Linked DNA regions of Mus musculus: region 1 is linked to region 2. A link is a contact called in public HiChIP or PLAC-seq data. All regions are on one chromosome and are shown on one strand. Each heading gives the region's core, a stretch centred on a gene start, on an enhancer-like site or on the middle of the called end of the contact. The rest is flanking DNA. Distances are from core to core; before and after follow the strand shown. Region 1 overlaps Gm36709 (a long non-coding RNA gene). Region 2 overlaps Prkca (protein kinase C, alpha).

What was found. HiChIP or PLAC-seq counts read pairs in DNA pulled down with a chosen protein or histone mark.
Region 1: an HNF4G HiChIP or PLAC-seq map of pancreatic cancer cells shows a contact between it and region 2. The contact joins two enhancer-like sites. A contact is called at or near these places in 2 of 15 datasets of contacts at CTCF or cohesin (the NIH/3T3 cell line and large pre-B cells), 10 of 115 datasets of contacts at active chromatin or transcription factors (differentiating embryonic stem cells, double positive thymocytes, embryonic basal ganglia and 7 more) and 2 of 9 other capture datasets (liver and pancreatic islet).

Annotation. Positions count from the first base shown.
Region 1 is chr11:108,363,490-108,368,702 of GRCm38.p6, forward strand. It overlaps Gm36709 (a long non-coding RNA gene), which reads right to left. Exons shown (of 4, transcript XR_880267.2): 4 at 3,341-3,490. Among named protein-coding and RNA genes, the nearest start is that of Gm36709, 15 kb to the right of the region's middle. Within about 2 kb of position 2,317, at least 67 of the 459 cell types and tissues checked have an H3K27ac peak or open chromatin away from gene starts, as enhancers often do. A contact at or near this core is called in pancreatic cancer cells, where this site is marked.
Region 2 is chr11:108,099,698-108,105,022 of GRCm38.p6, forward strand. The region is part of intron 3 of Prkca (protein kinase C, alpha); the gene reads right to left. Among named protein-coding and RNA genes, the nearest start is that of Gm51922, 10 kb to the right of the region's middle. Within about 2 kb of position 2,049, at least 50 of the 459 cell types and tissues checked have an H3K27ac peak or open chromatin away from gene starts, as enhancers often do. A contact at or near this core is called in pancreatic cancer cells, where this site is marked.

The DNA.
Region 1 (5,213 bases), core at 1,067-3,566, 260 kb after region 2:
GGTGTCCCTGGAGCCTCTGTCTGAGCAGCTGGAGGTTTGCCCACCTGCACAGGCTTAAGAACCCTGACAGCCTGCAAGCCTCACCCGCCCTCGGCCTCTTCCTTCTGAGGATTTCTGCAGCCTGTAACACCCAAAAGAAAGGCCTGGACTTTACACACTTAGATGGAAGCAGGAATTCCATGTGCCCATGGTGCATATATAATGTATGTGGAGCAAACATCTTGTTTTAGAGGTCAGAGGTCAATGCAAAGTTCCTTGCTCTGTTGCTTCCCATTTTATTTTTTAATTTCACAGGTATGGGTTTTTGCCTATCTGTATATCTGTGCACCACATTCACGCCTGGTACCATCTAAGGACAGAAGAGGATGTCAGATCCCCTAGAACTGTAGCTACAGATGCTTGTGAGCTAACATGTGGGACTGGGAATCTAATTGGGGTCCTCTAGAAGAGAAGCCAGTGCTTTTAACCACTGAACTGTCTCCTGCCCACTTTCCACCTTATTTTGAGATAGGGCCTCCCTCTAAGTCCAAAAGCTCATCAGTTAGCTGGACTGGCCAGCTGGGGGCTCCAGGGATCTCCCTGTGTGTACTGCATCACACTGTGGGTTTGGAAAACAGGGAGCTGGGGTCTGGAGAGATGGCTCAGAAAGATTACAGATGTGCACTACCACAGCTGGTTTGTGTTCTGCTGGACCCAGCGCTGAGAGAAAGCACTCTGTCAACTGAGCTGCCTGCCCAGATGTCTTTCTTCGGAAACACTCTAGAGAAGCCTGGTTCTTGCATCTTCTCTTCCTTAACCCTTGTCAGCTGTCCTCTGCTCCAGACCTGCACTCTAGTGACCGCATCCTCCCAAAGATCACTGCTCACTGTAATCCACAGATCACTTGAGCTTCTAATCGTCTGTGTGATGTCCCCATCTCTCACCTCACAACTCACTATTCCAGTAGCTTTCTAAAATACCAGTGCTAGTAACTGCTACCCAGTGTCATCTGTCCCTTCTTCCTGTTTTCTTTGGAGAGGTATCTCATCCAGGCTGAAACACGGTACTTCCAACTGCTTTGTCAGCTTAGAAGTGAGCTCGAAGCAGAAGAAAAGAGAGTAGCCTAGACACCTACCAGTCAGGCTCTTTGGTGGCTTGAACAGAGCCCCGATTTCTAAAAGTTCCTTTCCCTCACCCAGCCAGGCCTTTGGAGACTTGCGATCAGTGAGGACATTCTCCCGAATGACGGGGAGCTCTCTCACTTCCACAACATGGGTATAGTGGAAGTGTCGAATAGATTGTTGTCACTGTAGGTTTGGGGATTCCCTAGAAGTGAAATGGAAAATGCATTTGGGGAGATGAGGGTTTCTGCATAAAACATTGAGAACGGCTCCTAATCGCCTTTTCTGGCACACTGGATGACATATCCAGAGACTCTGAAGCTGCAGAGGATGGGCAGAGGAGAGTCTGACCTGTCTTAGGAGGAGCCAGATTTCTGGGGCTCCTCTTAGCTGAAGCAGGGTGAGAATGCACAGGTTTCCACATGGGCAAGATTCAGGGGAGAGCTGAGAGGCCCACATGCTCAGTGGAGATCCCTGGAAAAGCAGTAAGCCTGGATTCTCAGGCAGGGTTGAGATCAGACTCTGGGGGGTGCGGGTGGGGCTTCTGCAAGGTCAGGGCCACGTAGTTGTTTGTTTAACATAGTGAAGAGCCAAGTAGGAAAAGATATGCCCTTGGAGGTTGCTGGGGAACGCCTGTGGCACACACCCTCCCCCTCTCCCCCCCTCCCCCCATCCCCCCATCCCCCCAACGCTCCTGCCTCGCCCCACCCCAGAGCTGGAACTTTGGGCTTCAGAGACTCATTGTGGCACAGTGTATCTCTCTGCGGGGATTGTTTGCTTAGTGACACATCTTCCTGATACCTTGTGGTCATTCAACTGGCTAGGCTGGAAGTGTGTGCCAGCTTACTGAGTCAGCTGCTGGAAGGACTGTTTTAGACACGTAATCCTTCTAGAAGGCAGTGGGCAGAGGGGTAAGGAGGCTTGTAGCAGTCAAGCAAATTCCTGAGACTTTGAATAATGTCTACTTCTCTTCTGAGCCTCCTCTGTTTTCTGGACAATAATTCGGGAGCAGTAAAACCTACCTCCTTTGTGCTAAGACCAACTGAGGTTGCATATTTTCTTTTCTTTCTTTCTTTTTTAAAAAACAGGGTCTCTTATATTCGATGATGGACTTGAATTCTCTTTGTAGCCAAGGGTGACCTTGAACTTCCAGCCCTCCCGCCTCTACCCACTGAGTTCTGGCACTCCAGGCACGTGCTACCATGACCCAGCTGCAAGGTGCTAGAGTTCAAACTTCACGTGTGCTAAGCAAACACATTACCAGCTAAATGACACCTCTATCCCCGAGGCTTCGTATTAAAGCAGCCGTCATACCTCAGCCACCAAAATCTCACCTTAGCACCTCTTAAATATAGGTTACAGTGTGCAACCTTCTGAGTTCCAGATTCTATGGGTCCAGGTGGGACTTGAGAATTTGTACTTTGACTAAGTCACTAGCTGGATCTGCCACTTTTCACTGTGGAGCCAGCATTGGAGATGTAGCCCTTTAAAGCATCCAGGCTGTCTGGGATTTATATGTGGTTTTAGTGAGCTCCTATAGTCTTTTTATTCAGGTGATAGAGTCTGTAAGCCAATGCTTTGATTTCTGGTTTGTTTGTTTCTTTTTGCAAAGATACTATTAAGTTTTCCTGTCTTCCAGATATCAGCCTACTCTGCCAGAAAATAGAAACATATATTATAGCCTTTTTGTAGAAACAGTAATGACAAACCTAACCTTTCCTAAAATTTAGTGGTGGAGGGAGGCAGGGGGGATGTGCCAGGACACTTATTCAGAGGCCAGAGCACAACTGTGTAGAGTCGGCTCCCTCCTTCCACCTTCATTTGAGTTCCAGAACTTACCTCAGGTTCCCAGACTTTTATAGCAAGCACCTTTACCCGCTGAGCCACCTCATTAGCCCCATAATATTTATAGAAAGCATTCGTAAATATAGTCTGGTTCAATCTTCACCAAAACCTCATTCTGTGCTTCAGAGAAATCAATTACTTTAGTCAGATTCAAAGGGCTAGAGAAAAAGACAGAGCCTGGACTCAAACTTGGGTTTTCCACTCCATTCAGTTATTCTTCCCACCAAATCTTGGTGTCTTCATTTTCTCCATTGCTAGTACAGACTATTTTTCTGTTTTCTGTTTGTTTGTTTGTTTGTTTGTTTGTTTTGGTTAACATACATGTCATGGGTCTTGAGTGAAGCAATTGATTCACAGCAGTTTGAAAGTTTTTCAGTTTTATGGCCAACACCCCAGGAGCAGTGCACAGCAGCAGGTAGACACGCCTGATGTTTCGTGTTAGAGCATTTACCACTGAGGCATGTATGCTGAATTTCAACCAGGAAACGGTGCCTTACTCTTCAACAGAGACACTCCTTGTCCTATAGGGCTGTGTTAGAGGCAGCCTGTCCGTGTGGGAGAGAACAAGAAACAGAGGTGCGTGTTCAATCGACGATTGCTGAAAAGCAATTGGAAATTGCTTTCTATCCAGGGAAAACAAGAAAAGCCATCTAGCCATTTGCCAGGAATGGGAAATTTGCAGGAGTGAAAAAAAAAAAAAAACCAAAATGAAACAGCATTGGCTTCCTTTGTGGTAGGATGGAGAGCCAAGAAGACATTCTTACACTGTGCCATTAGGGAATTGCTTTCTTGCAGAGAGGAGCACTGTAGGGCAGGCTGGCAGGAGGAGGAAGTTAAAGAGTAGAGCTGCTGGAACCCACAAACTTGGCTTCAGATCAGCCTGTCTGTCCTTTGCTTACTGGACAACCCCAAGCAAGTCACCATCCTCTTTGACAGCAGCCACTTCTCCGTGGCTGTGGTGGGAAAAAATAGGCTAGAAGGGTTCCTGATAGCATCCCACACCATCAACAAACTGCTTCTCTCCTCCACTAATGCCATTGACCCCATCTGCCTTTACAAAAACTGAAGAGACCACGCTTTTCCTCCGTGATGCCTGAGAACAGGTGAACAGACTTGGAAACTCACGGCCCTCTAGTTTTAACTGTCAAGTTGACACAACCCAGAGTAAGCTAAGACTTCGAGATCCAGGGGTTGGCCATATCAGACTGGCCAGGGGGAATATCTGAGGGGGATTATTTTGATTGTTAATCATAGGAGTGCCCAGACCACTGTGGGTGGCACCATCCCCTGCATAGGTGGTTCTAGGCTGTATAAGAAAACTAGCCAAGGATGGGTCTGCAAGTGAGCCAGCAGGCAGCATTTCTCCATGGCTTCTTTCCTTTTTATTAGTACTTTGAGAGTTTCGTACATTTTTTTTTATCATATTCACTACCCCCCCCCAGTACTTCCCAGATTCACCCCACTTTAAAACCCACCCAACTTTGTGTCAAACAAAACAAAAATAAAACAAAAACCCTCAAGATCAATTCATGCTGTCCAAAATGTTCTTTGATTTGTTGTCCTTCACTAGAGTACAGTTGACTTACAGGGGGTTAGGGGCTACACTCTTAGAGAAAATGGACCCTTGCTTCCATAGCAGTTTACAGCTGTCAGTCACTCCAGGGCTAGGGGTGCCTGGCTCTGCTCTCCAAGCTGGGATTTGGTCTGGCTGTGGCTTACACAGGCCTCATGCATCCTATCCTAACCACCATGCATTCATATATGCGGTCACCCTGCTGTGTCCAGGCGACACTCTCTCCCCACAGTTACCCCTCATGATCTCAGCTGCAAGTTCCTGCTTAAGTTCCTGCCATCACCTCCCTGTGAGCTGAAACAAACCCTCTCCTCCTCTAGGTTGCTTTTGGCCAGAGTTTTATCACAGCAACAGAACGATGCTAGAACACACAGGTTTTCGTATTCTAATCGTTATCTTATTTTGGGTGGCCTGAACAAAGAACCAGAGGGATGCATACTGGGAGTTCAGCTTGGAACTGGTTCCTTGAAATAACAGTGAGGAAACTAAGACAGGCAACGATTTGAACACAAATCAAGGCCAAGTCTCAGAGCTGCTTACAGCTGGTGTTGGGCTTTCGGCTTGTTGGGCAACCATGTAGGATTGGTACATAATGACTATCATGGTGTCCTTTAAAAACAGACAGTTAGGAAAGTTCCCAGGAAAATGAAAATATATGGCTACAAAAAAGCTTATATATGACTATTTATAGCAGT
Region 2 (5,325 bases), core at 799-3,298:
CATTCAAATCCACTTCATACCTTGTCTTGCTCTGACTACAATATCCCTTGAATAAATTTTTTGGTATTAGCTCTTCTTTGAAAGTCTGGTGGAATTCTGCACTAACCCCATCTGGCCCTGGGCTTTTAAATAAATTTATTTATTTATTTATTTATTTATTTATTTTTGGTTAGGAGACTTTTAATGACTGCTTCTATTTCCTTAGGGGTTATAGGATGATTTTAATTGTTTATTTGATCTTGATTTATTTTTTTATTTTTTTTTTTTAGAGTCTCTGTTGAGATGTCTGGTGTAATTCTGATAGCTCTGCCTTTATATGCTACTTGGCCTTTTCCCCTTGTAGCTTTTAATATTCTTTCTTCTGTACATTTAGTGTTTTGATAATTTGTGAGAAGAGGATTTTCTTTTCTGGAAAATCTATTTGTTGTTCTGTAGGCTTTATATATATATATATATATATATATATATATATATATATATATGCATCTCTTTCTTTAGGTTGGGGAAATTTTCTTCTATGATTTTGTTGGAAATATTTTCTGGGCCTTGTAGCTGGGAGTCTTTTCCTTCTATTCCTATTATTCTTAGGTTTGGTTTTCATAGGGTCCTAGATAAGAATTGTTACGTTTTTATAATTTCTTTGATTTCATACACATAGCTGGTGTGGTTTGTTTTCTAAACTTGAGCAGATAGGGAAATAAAAACCATCCCTTAGCATCATGCAGTTAAAGAGACACCAGTTTCTCTGGAGGGGACTGAAACTTGGGGCTGGCCTCCTGCCACCAGGCATGAGGTGGAGCAGAGGAGTGGAGGCCTGCAGGCAGGAGAGTGAAGGAAAACACATCCATTGAGTCTCACAAGAGAAAATTACAGCTCTGAGTTTTCCAAACTGTCCTGTACTAATTTGCCTTTTAAAATGTTGCTTTTCATCAAGCTCAATGGAACAACAAACAGCAAAGGCATGAAATAGAAAATGTTTGACAAGGCGCACAAGGAGAAGCACAGTAGCACTCATCAAGCCCAGAGAGATAAACGATAGACACTGCATCCACCACACTAACTGCGTGAACGCAAAAGAGGGCACACATGAAGGAGTGCGGCTGACAAGGTGTGAGACTTGGTTTCACCGACAGTTGAGCAAATGGAGTTGTGTGTCAACATGGGCCTGTCTCATGGCCAGAGGCAATCCATAATCAATCTATCAATCAATCAATCAATCTATGTACCTCACTATATCTGTCTCTGTCTCTCTCTCTGCATGGGAATACATACATTACTTTACACACAGGATCTCACTATGTACCCCAGTTGACCTGGAACTTGTTATGTAGATCTAGCTGGCCTCAAATTACAGAGATGCCCCTGCTTCTGATTCCTGAGTGTTGGGATTAAAGGCGTGCGCCACCTAGCATGAGAACTACCTCTGCAAGACATAAAGCTAACTTTCTGGGACTCTCCAGCTGTGATGCGTTTCTAGAGCTCTGTGCTACAAGTCCTTACAGTTGACACAACATGGGGCTTGGTGGCAATGGGCTTAGCTTGCTTTTTAATACATGTTTGCTCTGATATCACAGTGTTGAATTATTTCTTCTTAAAGGTTAGACCCACCCAAGTCTGAATCCTTGGCATCTTCAAAGGCGACCTGATTTGGAAACAGGGTCTTGGAAGATGCAATTAAGTTGATGATCTGGGATGAGCTCATTTAGAATTTAGGGTAGCTCTTAAATCCATCCAATGATGGCCTTATACCAGGAAGCAGAGTGCGATCAGAGCCACAGAGAGAGGCAGAGGGTGGAATAATCCACAACAAAGAACATAAAAGGCAGCTGCGGAGACCAGGGGAGAGCAGGGAATGGAAGGGCTAGCCAGCTAACACCCTGACTTTGAACTTCTGCCCACCAGACCTCTTTCTGTTGTTTCCTGTCACTAAATTGCAACTTGCTATGGCTGCCTTAGGAAACAAAGATCTTATCTCTCCAGGGAGAATGTTTACATAGTTTCTATTTTGGACCTTGGTTGAGGAATGTGGGTCTGTGAGTCACCTGTGGTTCGTGACTCCACCTGGTCTTTGCAGCTGTGCAAGTATAGCGAGTGCTGCACAGACGTCCCTGGAGAAGGACCAGGCACCACTTCCATTCATAACCGCCAGGAACTGGGAAAGCAGTCTCTTGTCTAATCATACGTGTGCCCAGATGACAATGCAGGCCTTGCACAGTCACAGAAAATTTCTGTGACTTCTGTGAGCATGCCATGTGATAACATGCTAAGCAAAGTGTCTTTCCTGGAGGGTCTGATGTCACCCTTGATTGGAGTCACTCAGATCTTTTTTTTTCTTTTTTTTTTTTTTTTTCCTGAGAAGGAATAAAGAGATTCTAGAAATGGTTTACCGAACTAAAAATAAAGAAGCCATCTGGAAGAGTAATCTACGGCTTTGTTCATTTGGCCGAGCCTCATCAACGGGGACCACCGAGAGCAGGTTAATGCAAGTTCAAGCTCCGTGCAGTCAGCAGAGCACTCCTTTCAAAAACCACGTGCCAGGATATAGCACCAAATGTAATGTGGTGACACGGCCAAGGTTGGTGATTCCAGCTCATCTTCAAACCACATCTGTGCCTATGTCCAAGGGGAATATACCACGGGTGGGAGGAAGAGACTCACAGTTTGCCGTTGTACCCAACCCTGGGAAATCACAAGCACAGGCAGAGTTCCTTCCACACCATCTCTGTCTGCCCAGACATCTGTCCTCCAAATACAGAGGCTATCTGGTCAGGCAGACCGAAGGGCAACACCGTTCAAGAAGTAGGGCTTTACTCTCCCAAATCTGAGAGTGAGGGAAAACAATATAGAGACTCTTGAGCATGGTATGCTGGCTCATACCCGCAATGTCTCAGCATCTGAGAGGCTGAAGCAGGAGACTGCCATGAGTTTGAGGCTAGCCTTGGACATACAGTGAGTTCCAGGCTAGTGTGAGCTATAAGAGAGACCGTCAAAAAAAGACAAACAAAACTTCCCTTTCTGATGACAAACTTGGTGTCTTCTAGGAGACACTCTTTCCTTATGGGGTAACAGGGACTCCTCTACACTGTAGCTTGAAGTGTCTACTCCTGTCTGCTAGCTAGTGAGGGACATGTGCCAGCCTTCTGTGCAGTCAGACGTAGCTGTGTTACTGGATTTGAGCAAATAGGCTGTGAACCCACAAAGGTGTTGTTCTTCTAACTTCAAATATGGAGAAGTGAATGGTTCTTCCCCATTACCAACTAGACATAGAGAATCCTGTTCTAACTATGCAGGCAGAAACAGCACCCTTGAAAGTGATGGCGTATCTATGGAGATACAGTCTGGGTTCCCAGATGTCTGCAGGAAGTATATGACACAGGATTGCCATGGCAGAGACAGCAAATCTCCCTCTAACCTTCCACTGCAAGCTGATATTTCTTTAGTGCAACAGCTAAGCCTTTATCCGTATGAAACCCTAGGGTCAGACACTAGAATTCTAGGCAAATACATCTTTATTAAGTGAACAGAACTGTTGTCCTTTGGTGGTGGATAGTTTAGAAACCAAACCACAATGTAACCACATGGTAGCCTGGATCCACAGCACACAGGGACTGGAACTGCTATTAATCACCCAGGACTGGCAACCTGTCAGGCTACCTTGCTCCAGCCCTGTCTGCTATGATCCATGATATGACCTGAAGCATGTCATAGCATCTCCTTCCAGGTACATGTTTAGAGACACAAGAAGAATTGAGAGACAAATCTGCAGGATGTCTGTTCATTTTCTACACTAGTGAATTAGTCCTCTGTAAACTTTGCTCAGAAAAGTCAGTCACCAAGTATCTACTGCAGGGCACTTTTACCAGGAAGGAGCTATTTAGGAAGTACCGGAAAGATGGCCGAACACCCAGTCTATTATAAACTGTGGCTTTGCAATACACCAAAGGGCTGATGGAATACATTTTTCTCTATATCTGCTCACAACAACAATAACCAAAACAATGGTGATAACAGTAAAGAGCTTATGCGTTGCATCTGTTAGCGCCCAGTGGTGGACCGAGCACTTTGAAGGCTTCATTCCTTTGACTTCCCACAAGGATTTCACAATCACCAGACGCACAGTGGTAGAAACTGTCCTACAGAATGGTGCTCACTCACAGGGATTTGAACCTGGGTTTTGTGAGAGTTGAGGGTGTGCTCCCCCCCCCCACTGGCTCCCACCGAGGATGAGTGCCAGGCAAGGGGGTGGGATCTGTGGTTGGCCACATTCCTGATTAGCAGGGGAAGTCTCGGGTGGGAACAGCATCCTCATGAGATGCCCTTTGCATGTGCCCCAGGACAGCATTGTCGAGTCTCTTTATACAGCACTGAAAGAATGCTCTGCGGTCCCTAAGCCACTTTTCCATCTATGAGGAGACTTGAATCTCACATCTGTCAGGCAGATAGGGCCAGCACCATTATTATTCCCACCTGACAGTGGGGACCGATGCACAGGCAGTAAAGTGACTCACAGCACACCCAGTCAGGGAAAGTCATGTGTGGGGAGGGGACCCACAGGAATCATCGCAAGACACACACACACACACACACACACACACACACACCGGCCGCCGCTGCCTTACATGCAGATTCCGCTAGCTCAATTGCTTCTTTGGACCTCCCAGATGATAAGCCTCTGAGATCACAAAAGTATTTCTGTATCAAAAAGCCACAAACATGCCTGCAAGTAACAGATGCTTAGAGAATGTCCCTCAACCAAAAGAATCATGGGATTTACCCTGGTCATGCTAAACAACCACATGGGATTGTCCTTATGCGATTGCTATTGCTGTGATAAACACCATGACCAAAAGCAACCTGGGGAGGAAAGGGTTACTTTGGCTTACACTTCCAGGGCACAATCAGTCACTGAGGGAAGTCAGGACAGGAAGTCTAAGGAGGAACTGTGGAGAGAAGCTGCTTACAGGCTCAGGCTCTGGGACACGCTCAGCTAGCTTTTTATTTTATAGAGCCCAGACCCACCAGCCTAAGGATAGTGTAGCCAACAGTGAGCTGGGGGCTGGCTCTCCCACATCACGAATCATCACTTAAGACAATCTCTCATAGATATTGTCACAGGCTAATTTGATCAAGAAATTCTTCAAATAAGTTTCCTTCTTCCAATGTGACTCTAGGTTGCCTCAAATTGGTGATAAAAATGACCCAGGACAGGAACAAACCTGAGGTTATGTGCCAGTTTTGATTTAGCAATTCCCGGATATTTTACAAGAAATTCAGGATATTCACAAACATCCGTGCCTAAGAATGTTCTCTTCGAGACTGCTTCTT